Regions from separate parts of the Macaca mulatta genome. Here region 1 is linked to region 2. Evidence: chromatin contacts called from public Hi-C data. All regions are on one chromosome and are shown on one strand. Each heading gives the region's core, a stretch centred on a gene start, on an enhancer-like site or on the middle of the called end of the contact. The rest is flanking DNA. Distances are from core to core; before and after follow the strand shown. Region 1 holds the start of MYB (MYB proto-oncogene, transcription factor). Region 2 holds the start of HBS1L (HBS1 like translational GTPase).

Region 1 (7,100 bases), core at 4,226-6,725, 130 kb before region 2:
AGTACTTGTGAATTCAGGAAACACAAAGATGAATAGACATTGAGCCCTGCCCTCAACAGACTTGCAGTTAGCTGGAGGAGGGATGTATGTCCCAGCAACAATAAAGTAGAACATGCATCCATGCATGGGATCACAGGAGGATGCATCCAATCCTGTTTGGTGAAGCCAGGGATGGCTTCACAGAAGAGGTGATATCTTCATGGGTGATGTAAAAGTAGGAAGAAGAGGCGGGACAAAAGGATGAGAACTCAACAGGCAGAAGGAAACATAGATGAAGCCTAAAATGAGAAGAAGAGGACTTTCAAGGAACTGAAAGTAGTGTGGAAATGGATAATATAATAGAGTGGGGGGCGTAGGGCACGCTGCACATGCGGGCTAGAATAAGATCTCAAAGAGGCTGCTAATGAGCTTGAGCACCTGTAGTTTAGTTGAAATTTTGTTTTTTATAAATTATACACTCTATCTATTTTCTGCGTCTTGATAAAATGATTAGTTACCTCTTCCCGGGTCCACCTTGTTTTCCCCAAGTGACGCTTTCCAGACTTGGGAAGCAGCCCATCATAGTCATGGTCACACATCTCAAAGTCCTCATCATCCTCGTCACTGCTATATATGCTGCAGGAATAAAAATGGGTAGATGTGGACTGAAACAAGAGGATTTAGACTACTACTGGATTACAAAACTTACACAAAACTCAACAATCTTTTCAAAGGTTATGAAGACAAAACTTTGAAAACTTGCACAACAAGATTGTTTGCTGCATTCTGTTGCTCTAGTATTGTAAACTGGTTCTGCTGTTACGGGTATCCACAGATACGGCCAAGGACCTGGCACCTTCCTATTGCCCTGCATGTCTGAACCTGCTGTTACTATTAGACCAGGGACAAGTTACACATTTGGCCACCTTCCAACCAGTGAAGATTTAAGTTGAAAACTTAAGGTTAAGGACAAGAAAAGGAACAAGAACCCATGTCCTTTATATAAGTGAACACTCAAAATCTTTGGCATTTGTCACATCGTTTAAATAATATTTCTCAAACATAATAAACAATTCAACTATGCTATTCCAATGGGGTTTTTGTTTTATTAAAAAAAGAAAAAAAATCAAGAAGCAATATACCCCAAAACATAATTATAGTCATCCCATAAAGTCTAGAGGATTAGGAGAATCTAAGAGGAAAGGATTTTAAAACCTAAGGAAAGATAAGAACATTGAGTGATCAAAATTTAATGTTTTGTAAATAAAATTAAACCAAATTGCTCACAACTCCAGGCCTGGTTGATCCAACTTGTGCCCATGTTTACAATACTTAGTTTCTAGAGTAAACTAAGTGAATAATTAGGCCACTTGTTAGAGTCTTACTTACTCTTGTTTTTTCTGTCTCTGACAGAACAGTGTTTGAAATATTATAAAACGTAACCTAATCCAGAAGGGATTTCCCCAGAAGAAATCCATGGATTTAAAAGAACCCATTACTATTTTCAAAAGCTTTTTCTTTTATTTAGTTAACCTAGGAAATTTGATGACTTTTGAAGATGTAACTCTATGCTTACTGTTTATTAATCACATACTGATTAGATGACAATAATTTTACAGTTTATTTTATAGTTTTTCTTATAAAAATAGGAAAAACACTATCTTAGAAACTTCACTAAAATTTGTCATAGAAATGTTGAGAAACCCATTGAACTAAGACCAATAAAAACAATGATATAAAGCCATGTCATAATGTAAATAGTTTTTAAAAAAGAAAAGTTATATTCATTACAGGTTTTGTCTTCCCAAACTAACTCACATATGCATATTACCAGCCCCCTACAAGTCAAGCTAAAGTGCTTACCAAAAATCCTGAATTGGGGGTTCTCATAATTTAAAGCTATTATTTTAAGCAACAATTTGATAGCCCAGGTTGTATGGTGACATGATGTAATCCAAATTTAAAATACCATCACCACCACCAAATAAAACTCCAGGAAATATATATTTATAATCTGTAATAATTCCCTTCATTTAGTTTTGAAACAATAGCCTAGTTCTGTTTCCACTGTCAACAGGAGGCACTAAACAACTTCTGAACAAGAATTACAAAAATATAAAACACAACATGATAAAGCAAAAAAAAAAAAAAAAAAAAAAAAAAAAAAAAAAAAAAAAAGCTATAAAGCCCAGAGGTGTAAGCCTGCATCTTTTGAAAGATTCACAGGGAACTCCTTGGAAAGCCCCCAAATGCAGTCCCTTGTGAAATGTGAGAGACACCAAGAAAACCAGAGGAATCTGAAACTGCAGTCATAGATTCAAGTCGAATTAACTTTTCAGGTTTGGCTGGATCTAGAGGTCACATTTTCAGAACTGAGGACATTTTTCAGAGCAGTCATTGAGCACCTCTCTCTCTCGGCAGCAGTTTTAACAACCCAGGAACAAGCAACCTATTCAGCCGCCCGCAGGGGGCAGCCAACGTCAGGTGAGAGCACGGGAATCAACAGGACTAGGGTTCTGGAGGCAAAGGTTCTAGTCTAGCCTCCACCTTGCTGTATGACTTGGACAAATCACTTCCTCTCTCTCAAGACTTCAGTTCCCCGCCTTTACATAAGGGCTTGCTTGGATCCTATTTCTAAGGTACTTTCCAGCGCTAATACATGACCCCCCCATGTCTTTCCGTGCCTCTTAAAAGCTAAGCACAGGAGCAAAGATGTGCAAAACCAAGGTCTTGGGGGCAAGGTGGAGAATGACTTCTGCGGGACCTGAAGGGGCCAGGACGCAGCAGGGCGAGTCCGGGGCTGCTCACGCGCCCAGTTCCTGAGTCTCCCTGCCAGGCTGGGCACCCAGGCTCGCCTTTGAACTTTGCATGCGATTTGCTTGCTCTAAGTCGTCCTAGTAGCATGATTAATTTCTTCTAAGGAACCTGAAATAACTTTTGCTTTATCTGCTCTGACGAGATCTCAGACCCAACAGTCAGAGGACTTTCAAAGGCTGATTTCAGGGTTGATGCACTCTACTCCCCACCTGCTAGACCCGGTGTGGTTACAAGAGTACAACTATGAATATTACATTCTGTCAAGGAAACAAACCGTGCAAAGAAACGAAAAAGAAAAGAGGTGCTGGGGGTTGGGAAGAGGGAGGGGAGCGGGAGGAAGTGCCTTGTGGCCGCTACTGTGATTCGGAGGGGTTCAAACTCATTTCGCTGACCTGGTTAATATAATCCCTGCCGAGTTGACGCTCGCCCTTGCAAGAAACGGCTCCGAGCCCGCAGTCGGGTTTCTCTTCCCCCTGAGGCAGGTTCAAGGCTCCCGCCCCTCCCGGCCGCCTCCCCTCTGGGCTACCTGGAGCCTCAGGGAACCTGCGCGGCCCCGCCCCGCGGGGGCGGCCGAGACCTCGGGGCGCGGAGCCTCTGCCGCGCCTCCTCCCAGCACCTCTGCCCGACTCACTCCTCCCGCTGCCAGTTTCAGGTCTCGGAAAAAAAAAAAAAAAATACAGACGACCCCAGTAGCTGTACTGTTAAGTCCTAAAGGCGAAAAGTGGAGCCCTCGAGGGCAGCACCTGCCCCGCGCCACCAGGCGCCGGGGGAGGCATAGGGAGCCCGGGGCTCCCCCAAGTCGCCCTCTAGTCCTCAGAGCCCAGTCAAGCCCCAGCGCTGCTCCCCGCCTGCTGCTGCAGGGTCTCCACCCACGCTCTTTGCAACTTCTCAGCGCCGCGCGGGGACCAGCGCCCGCAGGCTCAACAACAAACCAGTAGGAGAAAATAAAATAACCTAAGGAAAGGCGAAAGGATTTGCTTTGCCTCCACGGACTTCTCCCTAGAACTCCTTCGCGAGGGTCCGTCCGGTCACCGCGCCTCGGCCGGGGCGACCTAAGGCGGCTGAAGGAGGGCGCGAGGAGGCGCGGCGACCTCAGTCGCACCCACGTGTGCGCGCCGCGCAGGGACCTCTCGACTGGGGGCAGAGCTCGCGGGGATCGCGTCCCGGTTGCGCGGCAGCGTCCTTAGGTGCTGCCGGCCTCGGTCCCCTTGAGCCGAGTGGCGACTGCAACAGCCGCCGAGCTAGCCCCAGCACCCGCCGCTGGCAGGGAGCCCCCAGCGTGTGCTGCTGGGGAAGTCCAGAGGCCGGTGGAGGCTGGGGAGCCAGCAACTGACAGTTCGGACGAGGATTTCCCTCCTCCTCCTCCTCTCCCTCTTCCCATCTGTCCGGCCAAAAATGTGAGGGGATTGCATCCATGTTCCCAGCGAGCCTGCCTAAGTGCAGTGACATGTGCGACGCCGGCATGTGTAGGTGCGCATGCAATGTTTGCAGTGGAAATAAAAGCCTTTCACAGAATAATGGTTCGAACCTCCAAAACCAGGTCTCAAGACAATTTGCAAAAGTAGAGACCCCTTTATCCCCCTAAAATCTGCTTTTCAGCCGCCTGTCAGCTGACACTGGTCCTCGCCTCCATAAAGAATGAATGAAATTTAAATGAACTACCTGCAGCTACTAAACAATCCAGCATTTTCCCTGTATCTGCCATATGCTCTGCACTTCCAAGTCCAAACATATCTCAATGCATCCAGCAATTACGCTGCGGATCCGTCGCCGACACCCGTGGCATCAAGCCAGGCACCTGGTAGGGTCCCCGGGGCTGGAGGGCACCGCTCTGTCCCTGGCTGGAACGTGCTGCTTTCTTTTTCCCCCTAAATAAAAATGTATCCCCATGCAACTTGCAAAATGAGCCGCAGGGCGTGCTTCCCAACCTCCGGATACATTTCCCGCAAAGACTCTTCCATTCATCAGTCTCTGGAGCTGCTTCTGCTGCCGAGACAGGGGCTCCAGGTCCTCGCAGGGTCTGACAGCCCCTCAGACGATCCCGGAACGAATTCCCACCTGTTCCCAGTAGCCTGGCGCCCCGCGCGCCCCCGCGTGCCCCCGCCCTCGACCGCCCGCCGGGCTCCCCGTTACCTGTGCCGGGGTCTTCGGGCCATGGCGCGGCGGGCGCGGGGCTCCGCCAAGAGCCGCGGGGACCGCACCGGGCTGCCGCCTCCCGCTGCCCGCCGCCTGCCTGCGTCCCTCCCCGGCTGCGCAGCGGCGCTCCGCACCGCCGGGGCGAAGTTTCTCAGGAGAAAGAGGAGGAGGAGGTCACGGAGGAGGAGGAGAAGGAGGAGGAGGAAACAGGTTGATATTAAAGTGTAAACTCTGTAAACAGAGATGCCATCAAACAAAGAGCTTTGGACACTCCCCCTCCCGCCAAATCTGGCGCCCCTGCAGTGCGCACGCGCCCTGCCCGCCGCCTCCGCGGTCGCCCTGGCTGCCGCCCGCTGGGCTGCCGGGCCGGCAGGGCGGCAGCTCCCATTCGGCGCTCGCGCCGCCGGGGTGCGCCTAGCGCGCCGCGAGGCCCGGGAGGCGCGCGGGCGGGGAGCCCGGGGCCGGGGAGGGGCGGCCGGGGGCCGCGGCGGCGCCTTTTCCTGCGCAAACCCCGCTCCCGGCCGCGGCGGGGCCGACCCGCGCCAAGTCCCGCCGCCTCCCCTCCTCCCCGGCCGCCGCACCGCGGTCGCCCGGCTGCGCGTGCTCCAGGGCAGCGGGACCCGAGCTCCTCCAGCTCCCACTCACGGTCGCGGGGGCGGCAAGCGGTGGGGGGAAATTCCTGCACAGAAGATTGGATTTTCGTCAAGGTTTACAACTGTGCCCTCTGGAGACGGGGAAATTAGGAGTTGGAGGAGTAGGGGATGGGAGCATGTGTGTTCGTAGGATGTTTGGCTAGAGTTTTTTTTCCTTCTTAAATAAATAACATCTATAATTTAACTTGTTAGTGACAAAGAACGCTTCAATACAAGTGGGCGGCAGCTATCACCGCTCTCTAATGGAGCGCCCCGGCGGAGCTTTCACTCCCCTCCCGGATCCTACAGCCGCCACCGTCGTATTGTCACATGTCCTTCACTCTCTCCCCAGCCCACACCCGGGCCCCACCCACCCCGCCCCGCCCGGCCCAGGCGATGCCCACAGCACACCTCAGCTCCCCTCCCTGCACAGCGCACACGCCCTGGATTGCACACCTGCAAAAAAAAAAAAAAAAAAAAAAAAAAACTCGGGGGTCCAGAGAGCCCGCCCCTAGCAGAACTCAGGAAACCCTACGTTTGCATGCGTGGTTTTAGAAGTAAAACAGTTTGTGATTTTGGGGGTCGGTATCCCTGCTTAGTGTCATTTGAGCGCTCTATTTTACGAGATAAAATCAGCAAAGGCTTTCGTGTTGTTTAATGAGGGTCTCCAGAAGTAAAGGAAGAAGATAAGTGCTGAATTTATAAGGATTGATGATTGGGGGGATTTTAGGGGAGTTTTAGTTTTACTTCCGTTTATAGATTAGAACCATTGGGGATTTTTTTTTTTTCATTCTCTGTACACACTAATGTATTTTTCCTTTAATCTTTTAGGAGTTTGAGACTTCTGCTGACTGGGTTTGTGGGTGTCCCATGTGCCCCAGCAGTTCAAACTTAGCTCAGAAAGCATTTTTTCTTACTAAAAAAGCATGTTCTTACTAAAATGAGTCATGATTTTATTAAACGGTGAAGCATGCGAGGTTTCAAGACTATCTGGTGTTTTAGACTTTCTTTAAAATTATTATATAGTTTAAATCTTTATCAAGTGTTAGTTGCTAGTAAGGGTTTTAACATTCCTTTCCTCCTGAGAAGAAAATAACACTGAAACAAAATTACTGTGAGGTATTTCGGATCACAATTACAAAGGACAAGTCAAATTAATACTTTTAAAGCCAATATTTATTTCTAGATTCTATAATAATTTTCTTTCTTCGCATCAAAAATAAACAAAATCTTTTAAAAATATCTAGAGTAAACATCTAGAAACCACCCCTAAAGGAATGCATTCTGGCTTTGGGATTGCTTTATGAATCTAACCGGCAAGGTTCCCAATTGCTGAGTCTCTTGGACACAATGTGAGTATCTGAACCCTTTGCGAAGTGAGTTCATAGCCTCTTTTCCAAGATTTTAGGAGGTGGAACTACTCCTAAATTCTTGAACCCCTTTAAAGTAGAAAGATACTAAGTTCAGTTTTCCTTTTTTTTCTTTGTAAATCATTTTCCTGTGTATCGTTTTGAGAATTTATAATTTTTCATTTCC
Region 2 (6,898 bases), core at 1,256-3,755:
GAGTCTTTTTTTTTTTTTTTCTTTCTTTTTTTGAGACGGAGTTTTGCTCTTGTTGCCCAGGCTGGAGAGCAATGGCGCGATCTCGGCTCACTGCAACTTCTGCCTCCTCGGTTCAAGCGATTCTCCTTCCTCAGCCTCCCAAGTAGCTGGGATTACAGTCGCCCACCACCATGCACGGCGAATGTTTTTTTATTTTTAGTAGAAGACTGGGGTTTCACCATGGTAGCCAGGCTGGTCTCGAACTCTTGACCTCAGGTGATCCACCTGCCTCGATGTCCCAAAGTGCTGGGATTACAGGTGTGAGCCACGGTGCTCGGACCACACCTGCAGAGTCCTGAGGGGAGTGTAACAGTCCTAACTTTTTCTGAAGAAATCAGTGAAGGCTTTGCTATTGAGGCTCTATTGTTTGAGATGCAGTAGAGGCTGTGCAATATTTAGAGTTTTAAAGGAGTGCATTATTGACGACCTAAGGGCAAATTATATATTATCTGGCAGAAGTAATGTTTTCTTATTCATTGCTTCTGTAGCACTTTGCTTATGTGGTCTATTTATAACTCATTCACTTCATACCTCAGTGAGTTGTAGTTAAGCTTGCAATTGACAATTACAGTGGAGTGCAAGCTGCCATTTGTATTTTAATAACACGATTTTTTGGGGGGGGCGGGGAGGACAGAGTCTCACTCTGTCGCCAGGCTTCAGTGCAGTGGTATGATCTCAGCTCACTGCAAACTCTGCCTCCTGGGTTCAATCAATTCTCCTGCCTCAGCCTCCCGAGTAGCTGGGACTATAGGCATGCACCACCACGCCCAGCTAATGTTTGTATTTTTAGTGGAGAGGGGGTTTCACCATGTTGGCCAGGATGGTCTTGATCTCTTGACCTCATGATCTGCCTGCTTCAGCCTCCCAAAGTGCTGGGATCACAGGAGTGAGCCACCGCAGTCGACCAATAACACAATATTTTTAAGCACCTACTATGATCTGTGATAAAACCTCTTATGTGGATAAATTATTCACAGCTCGCGAGTTAGTATTACTATCTCCATTTTACAAAGAAACAGGTGGCAAAATAAAAATTACCTAAGGGTATAAAATAATAAAAACACTTAAGCCATATAACATTAGCAACTATCTCTATTTTTTTTTTATCTTGGAGCTACATTAAACAACAATTTTTGTAGTCGAATACATTCAAATGCATGAATAAATTACGTTCCAAGCCACTTACAAATATAAACTAAATTTGGATTACTCTTATTTCTTTCTATTGTGCATAGCAAAAAGCTGAGTAAGCTTTTAATTATCTCTAGAATTTGACATTTGCCTTTGATGTGAAGTATCATCATTTCAAAAACACAAGCTAAAACTGAAGTGGTTTGTTCAGTATAATGAGGTTGGTTTCTTATATAACATTATTAACTTTATGTTCTAAGAAATGAGGACATTTAATAGTGGGTTATAGATTCATGCATCAACAACATTCATCATTACTACCTAAGGCCAGTGCTATGTCTAAAAACCTATATTTAATACAATGTTACACACAATTATGTGTTCAATGAATGTTCAGTGAATCCTTCTTTATGATGCTAATAAATATCGTTTATATAGCTAAAATCGTTTACATAGCTAAGGGCAAATCGTTGTTTACTGGAGATACTAATGCCGAACGGAGTGAATACATGAAGTTGTAAATTATATGAAAGCAGGGTGACCTATTATAGCCAGAGTCTCAATTTAATAATATATACCCGTTTAAAAATAGCCTTATTTCCTCCTCTAAAGCTTGGACTCTTTTTTTTTTTTTTTTTTTTTTTTTTTTTAGATAAGTTCTCACTTTGTCGCCCAGGCTGGAATGGAGAGGCCCGATCTCAGCTCACTGCAGCCTCGACTGCCCGGGCTCAGAGGATCCCCCCACCCCAGCCTCTTCAGTAGCTGGGACTATAGGTCTGCATCACGGGGCCGGCTAGTGTTTGTATTTTTTGTAGAGACGGAGTCTCGCTATGTTGCTCAGGCTGGTCTCAAACACCTGGGTTTAAGCGATCCGCCCTCCTGGGCGTCCCAAAGTGCTGAGATGACAAGCAGGAGCCACCGCACCGGCCTGGGCTAAATCTGCTACCAAGTTTACACAAGTTTGTTGAATGCCTACTGTGTGCCTAATTAAAGATCAAAGTTTGATAAGACAAGGTCCCTGCTCTTACTGAGCACATAGCTTTCTCAGGTTATCAGAAACCACATTTGTAAAATAATCCAGAACGCTGGCGTAAGTAGGTCAAGTTTCCCCGCTTGCAACATTTAGTCCAAACCAGTCAGTTCTAGGAGGCGCGATTTCCCCATCCCCCTCCGTCGCCCAACCTTTGGGTGGGGCCACGCCCAAAGGCTCCCTCCCCTCTTCCCGCCGTGCGCAGCAGTGCGCATGCGCCCTCAGGGAGGGGACCAGTGACCCCCCGCCCAGGCTTTGCCGTCGCGCGGTGCACAGATAAGACGTCGCGCTTGCGCAGGCGCTCGGCGCAGAGGCTTGCGGGAAACCAAGATGGCGCATGGGGGTTCTCCAGGGCGCAGTTGGCACCTTATCAGTATCTAAGCGGAGTGTTTTGGAAGGAGTTAAGGGGCTGTGGCAAACGCCCTCTCCGCCGTCATGGCCCGGCATCGGAATGTTCGAGGCTATAACTACGATGAAGGTAGGAGGCAGGGTCATGCCGGGACGTTCTTTTGCGGTTACAGCTGGGATCCTAGCCCGTTGGCATCTACTTCAATCTGTGAGTTTCTCGTCAGTGGTGCCCTGTCGGAATTGGGAGAGCCCAGTTGGGGAATATTACAGGCCTTCTAGTGCCGCCAAATGCCGTCGTTTTAAAGTCATGATTTCTGCCCTCTGGTGTTGATTTTGTTTGGGGAGGGAGAGGTGCTGAATAGCGTCATATGGGTAGGACATTGGTGAGGTTGGGATCCGGTGATATTTAGTCACGTAAGCATTATCACCTCTTCCATTGTTTCCTCCCATGTCGGGCACTCACGTGCCTGCTTCTAGCTCCTCTCTTTCAGACCCCCTTTGAGAAATGTCCTTGAAACGTTGCTTATTTGTAAAACACAGATTGACAATGCTTACATTCAACAGACCTGTACCTGTGCTAGATTTACACGGTAAATCTTTTCTGTGTGTCCATACATACTTAGTGCAGAACCAGTTTGCGCTAATTTATTTTTCAACAAATTTCAAAGTGGAAACTTAGGAGATAGTAGAAAAGACACATATTTAAAAGGCCCAAATAATGAGTCGATCAGATGATCGTGAAGTTTATACTCAGTTCTTGGCTGGTAATGCTTGATGTAAATGTATTTTGAAATGTAAATAAACGGCGGTACTAGAAGAAAGAGTGTATGGGAAAGGACTTTTTGATATTAAAAAATGAAATAAAAGAAAAATGTCTATATGAATGTTCTGTAGGAGTTAACAGGAGTTAGAATTATTTTTAGGAGGAGCACATCCCTCTTCATGCAGTAGATAACTATAGGCATCACCAAGCATCACATAAACTAAAAATATAAACAAGTATGAACTAATGCAGAAGAAGAATAAAGACCTATGCTTTGCAAAGTGCAGAACATGTAATGCTTAATATGTTGGTGATTGTCGTTGGCACCCCAGTAGATTATTATGGAACATCAGTGTGCTCTAACTAGAATGAGGGCAGCTAACACCCTGTTCTCCATTTGGAACCTGTGACTTCAGTCCGTCTAGAACATGTGAATTTTCTGGTGGTTACTTTAGAATAGAGGCCCTTTTAAATAAGTATTGCAATGGATGGTGTTGCATGTGGACCATTGTCACCTAAGAAATGACTTTAGACTGAGAGATATTTTTGCAAATATAAAGTACATGAATAGGCCTAATTATTATTCGTTTCTTTAATAGTTGTTTATCATTTCCTCAACCACCATTAAGTTAGTGCTTAGAGTACTGTTCTAAGCTTTGAGGACTGACGGTAAGGTATTTGAGGGTAGTCTAAAAGGAGAAGATTATACCAGTTACAGATTATTAGAGTATGAAAAATGCTACAAAAGGTACTGAGAAAACGCTATGGGAGGGATACACAGATGAGAACACTTAATTCAGAATGGATTGGGGGGAGTAAGCAGGATTTCTATGTGAAGGAATGCTTCATGGAGAAGAGGTGGTTGGCCTCAGGGAGCACCTTGGCTACTTGAGGTCAGGTTGTCATGTTTCTTTGGAACAATTGGTGACATCATAACCAAGCTGTTCCTGTAACATTAAGGAGGTTCATCCCCTTTTCTTGTTTATAAAAGTTGTACTCATTATCAAGGTCCAGTTTATTTCTCTTCTTCCCAGTTAGGCTTTCTCTTGAATTCTCAGAATAATAATTTAAAAATTCTCTTAAGTAATACAACCTCATTAGAGAGAGTGTGTGTTCTAAAACCTATTGGTTTCTCTACTTAACTCCCACTTTGTTTTTCTCTGTAATTTATATAATACTTTACATGACTGCCTCAGTCACTGATTTAAAAGTCCCAGGAAGGCAAAATCCATACTTTAAGTGGCTGACATAGTGTTCTTTACATGTAGTAAATAGTCCATAATTTTGTTGATTGAGGAAACAAACTACCAAGATTGCAGGAAAGAATTCTTTTCATCTTTTTATGTGGTGGCACTTTAGGGTCAATTTCAGCATTGACAAGCTGACTTAGTAAAAAAAGAGTCTCATTATGTTTTTTTTTTTTAAGAGACGGGATCACACTTTGTTGGCCAAGCTGCAGTGTGAGTGCAGTGGCATGATCATAGCTCTCTGTAACCTCCAACTCCTGGGCTCAAGCAGTCCTCCTGCCTCAGCCTCCAGAGTAGCTAGGTCTATAGGCATGTGCCCCATGGCTGGTTGATTTTTTTTATTTTAGTAGAGACAGCATCTGGCTGTATTGCCCAGGCTGGACTCAAATTCCTGGGCGCAAGTGAGATCCTGCCTCCTTGGCTTCCCAAAGTACTGGAATTATAGGTGTGAGCCACCATGCCTGACCTATTGTTGTCTTCAGTATCTGAAAATATTTTGTTTGTGAATGGCCCCTTGTTTATTTTCAAATAAATTTTTATTAACTTGGGATTGTGATCTAATAATTTATTTAATCATATATCTTTTTGCCCAATAGTAGCATTTATCTAATTTTTCTTTGCTGTAAGCATTTGGTCTCAGCCTTTGAGCATGCTGTTTCTGCTGCATGAATACCCTCAGAAATTAGCTAACTCTATCCTTTGGGATTGGTTTGGATTTTATATTCCTGGGGATCTTTCCCTGGCTACCCCACTCCCAGTTCTAGTTTTGTCGTTCATGTGTGTGTTCCCAAATTGCTCTGTGTTTCTCACGTCAGGCACTTACCACGTGGTTTTGTAATTGCCCATTTTCTTGGGTGTATACCTTGTCAGATTTTAGGTGCAGTGATAACTCGAAATGTGTTCACTGTTATACCACAGTTGTCTCAACTACTCCCTGGCATGGTGTTAGTGTTTGTGAAGTGAAATTTATGTAAATATATTTATGTTCTTTGTGGGTTTTTAGTTGTAATTAGTTTGATTTGTTAATTTATGATAAAACAAATATTAATCTAGTTCCACATGTGTGCCAGGTGGCTAAACCAAGTCTTGCCCTGAAGAAGCTGATAGTCTCATGTAGTGAACAGGCGTAGTACTCTGTAAATTGGGTAAGTGTGCTGGAGGGTAACAGTGGCAGAGGGGCTTACTGCTTTACCCAGAGTGGTCAGGGAAGACTTGTGCAAAGAGGAGACATTTGAGCTAGAACCTTAGCTAGCAGAAAGAAATGGCCTAGGAAAATCAAGGCAAAGAGCATATCCCAGGAAGCAGGAAAAAAAGGGCAATTAGCCATCAGTGGGTGAGCATAGGGGTTTAGGGTAAGCTGGTTTGTATGGATGCTACTTAGCTCTTCATGAAGAAATACTACTTTCGTGATCTATTGTATACCCCCATGTTAGTCAGTTCTGTGGAAGAGACGTGCTTTGGTTATAGAGGGAACTTGGTAAAAAAAATGGTTTATTTCAGATTTTTGTCAACACTGGAGAAACTAAGTATTTTTTTTCTTTTTTCTTTTCTTTCTTTTTTTTTTTTTTTTTTGAGATGGAGTCTCTCTGTCACCCAGGCTGAAGTGCAGTGGCGCGATCTCGGCTCACTGCAACCTCCACCTCCTGGGTTCAAGTGATTCTCCTGCCTCAGACTCCTGAGTAGCTGGAATTTCAGGTGTGCGCCACCACGCCCAGCTAATTTTTGTATTTTTAGTAGAGACGGGGTTTCGCTATGTTGGTCAGGTGGGTCTCAAACTTCTGACCTCATGATCCGCCTACCTCGGCCTCACAAACTGTTGGGATTACAGGCGTGAGCCACCGTACCTGACCTCAGCTATGTTTTTTATAGGATTATTATATTTGATCCTATGAGGTGAAAACTTGGGACCTGGGTAACCCAATTAATTTAACAACTGAAGAACTATATATGTCTTTATAAATATAATTAGTAGATAACTATTTTGTGGGTGAAATTCTTAGAGTTTTTTTGAAAATAGACATTCTAGATTCCTTAAATTTTGGATAAACAGTTTATTTTGGAGAGGATTCAGATGCTTCCTCACTAGTAACTAAGAATATAAAAAGAACTTGTAAATGAATTTATCTCTTTTGTCTTTATTTTAGATTTTGAAGATGATGATCTCTATGGCCAGTCTGTAGAGGATGATTATTGTATTTCGCCATCAACAGGTGAATTTTAAAAAATAATTTGATTCCTTTGATTTGGTGTTTAAAAACATAAAGTAAATGTTAGTCGTTCAAGGACTAGAAGTGTTCTGTGAGACTGTAATGTATAACACTTAAAAAGTTAATTATATGT

What was found. A called contact is a pair of places that touch in the nucleus more often than the background predicts.
Region 1: a Hi-C map of fetal cortex germinal zone shows a contact between it and region 2, with 2.5 times the contacts expected there. The contact joins the promoter of MYB here to the promoter of HBS1L in region 2.

Annotation. Positions count from the first base shown.
Region 1 is chr4:40,273,802-40,280,901 of T2T-MMU8v2.0, reverse strand. It overlaps MYB (MYB proto-oncogene, transcription factor), which reads right to left and starts at 5,475. Exons shown (of 15, transcript XM_028847137.2): 1 at 4,930-5,475; 2 at 498-615. The coding sequence starts at 4,952.
Region 2 is chr4:40,137,555-40,144,452 of T2T-MMU8v2.0, reverse strand. HBS1L (HBS1 like translational GTPase) reads left to right here and starts at 2,505. Exons shown (of 18, transcript XM_015137402.3): 1 at 2,505-2,678; 2 at 6,703-6,768. The coding sequence starts at 2,636.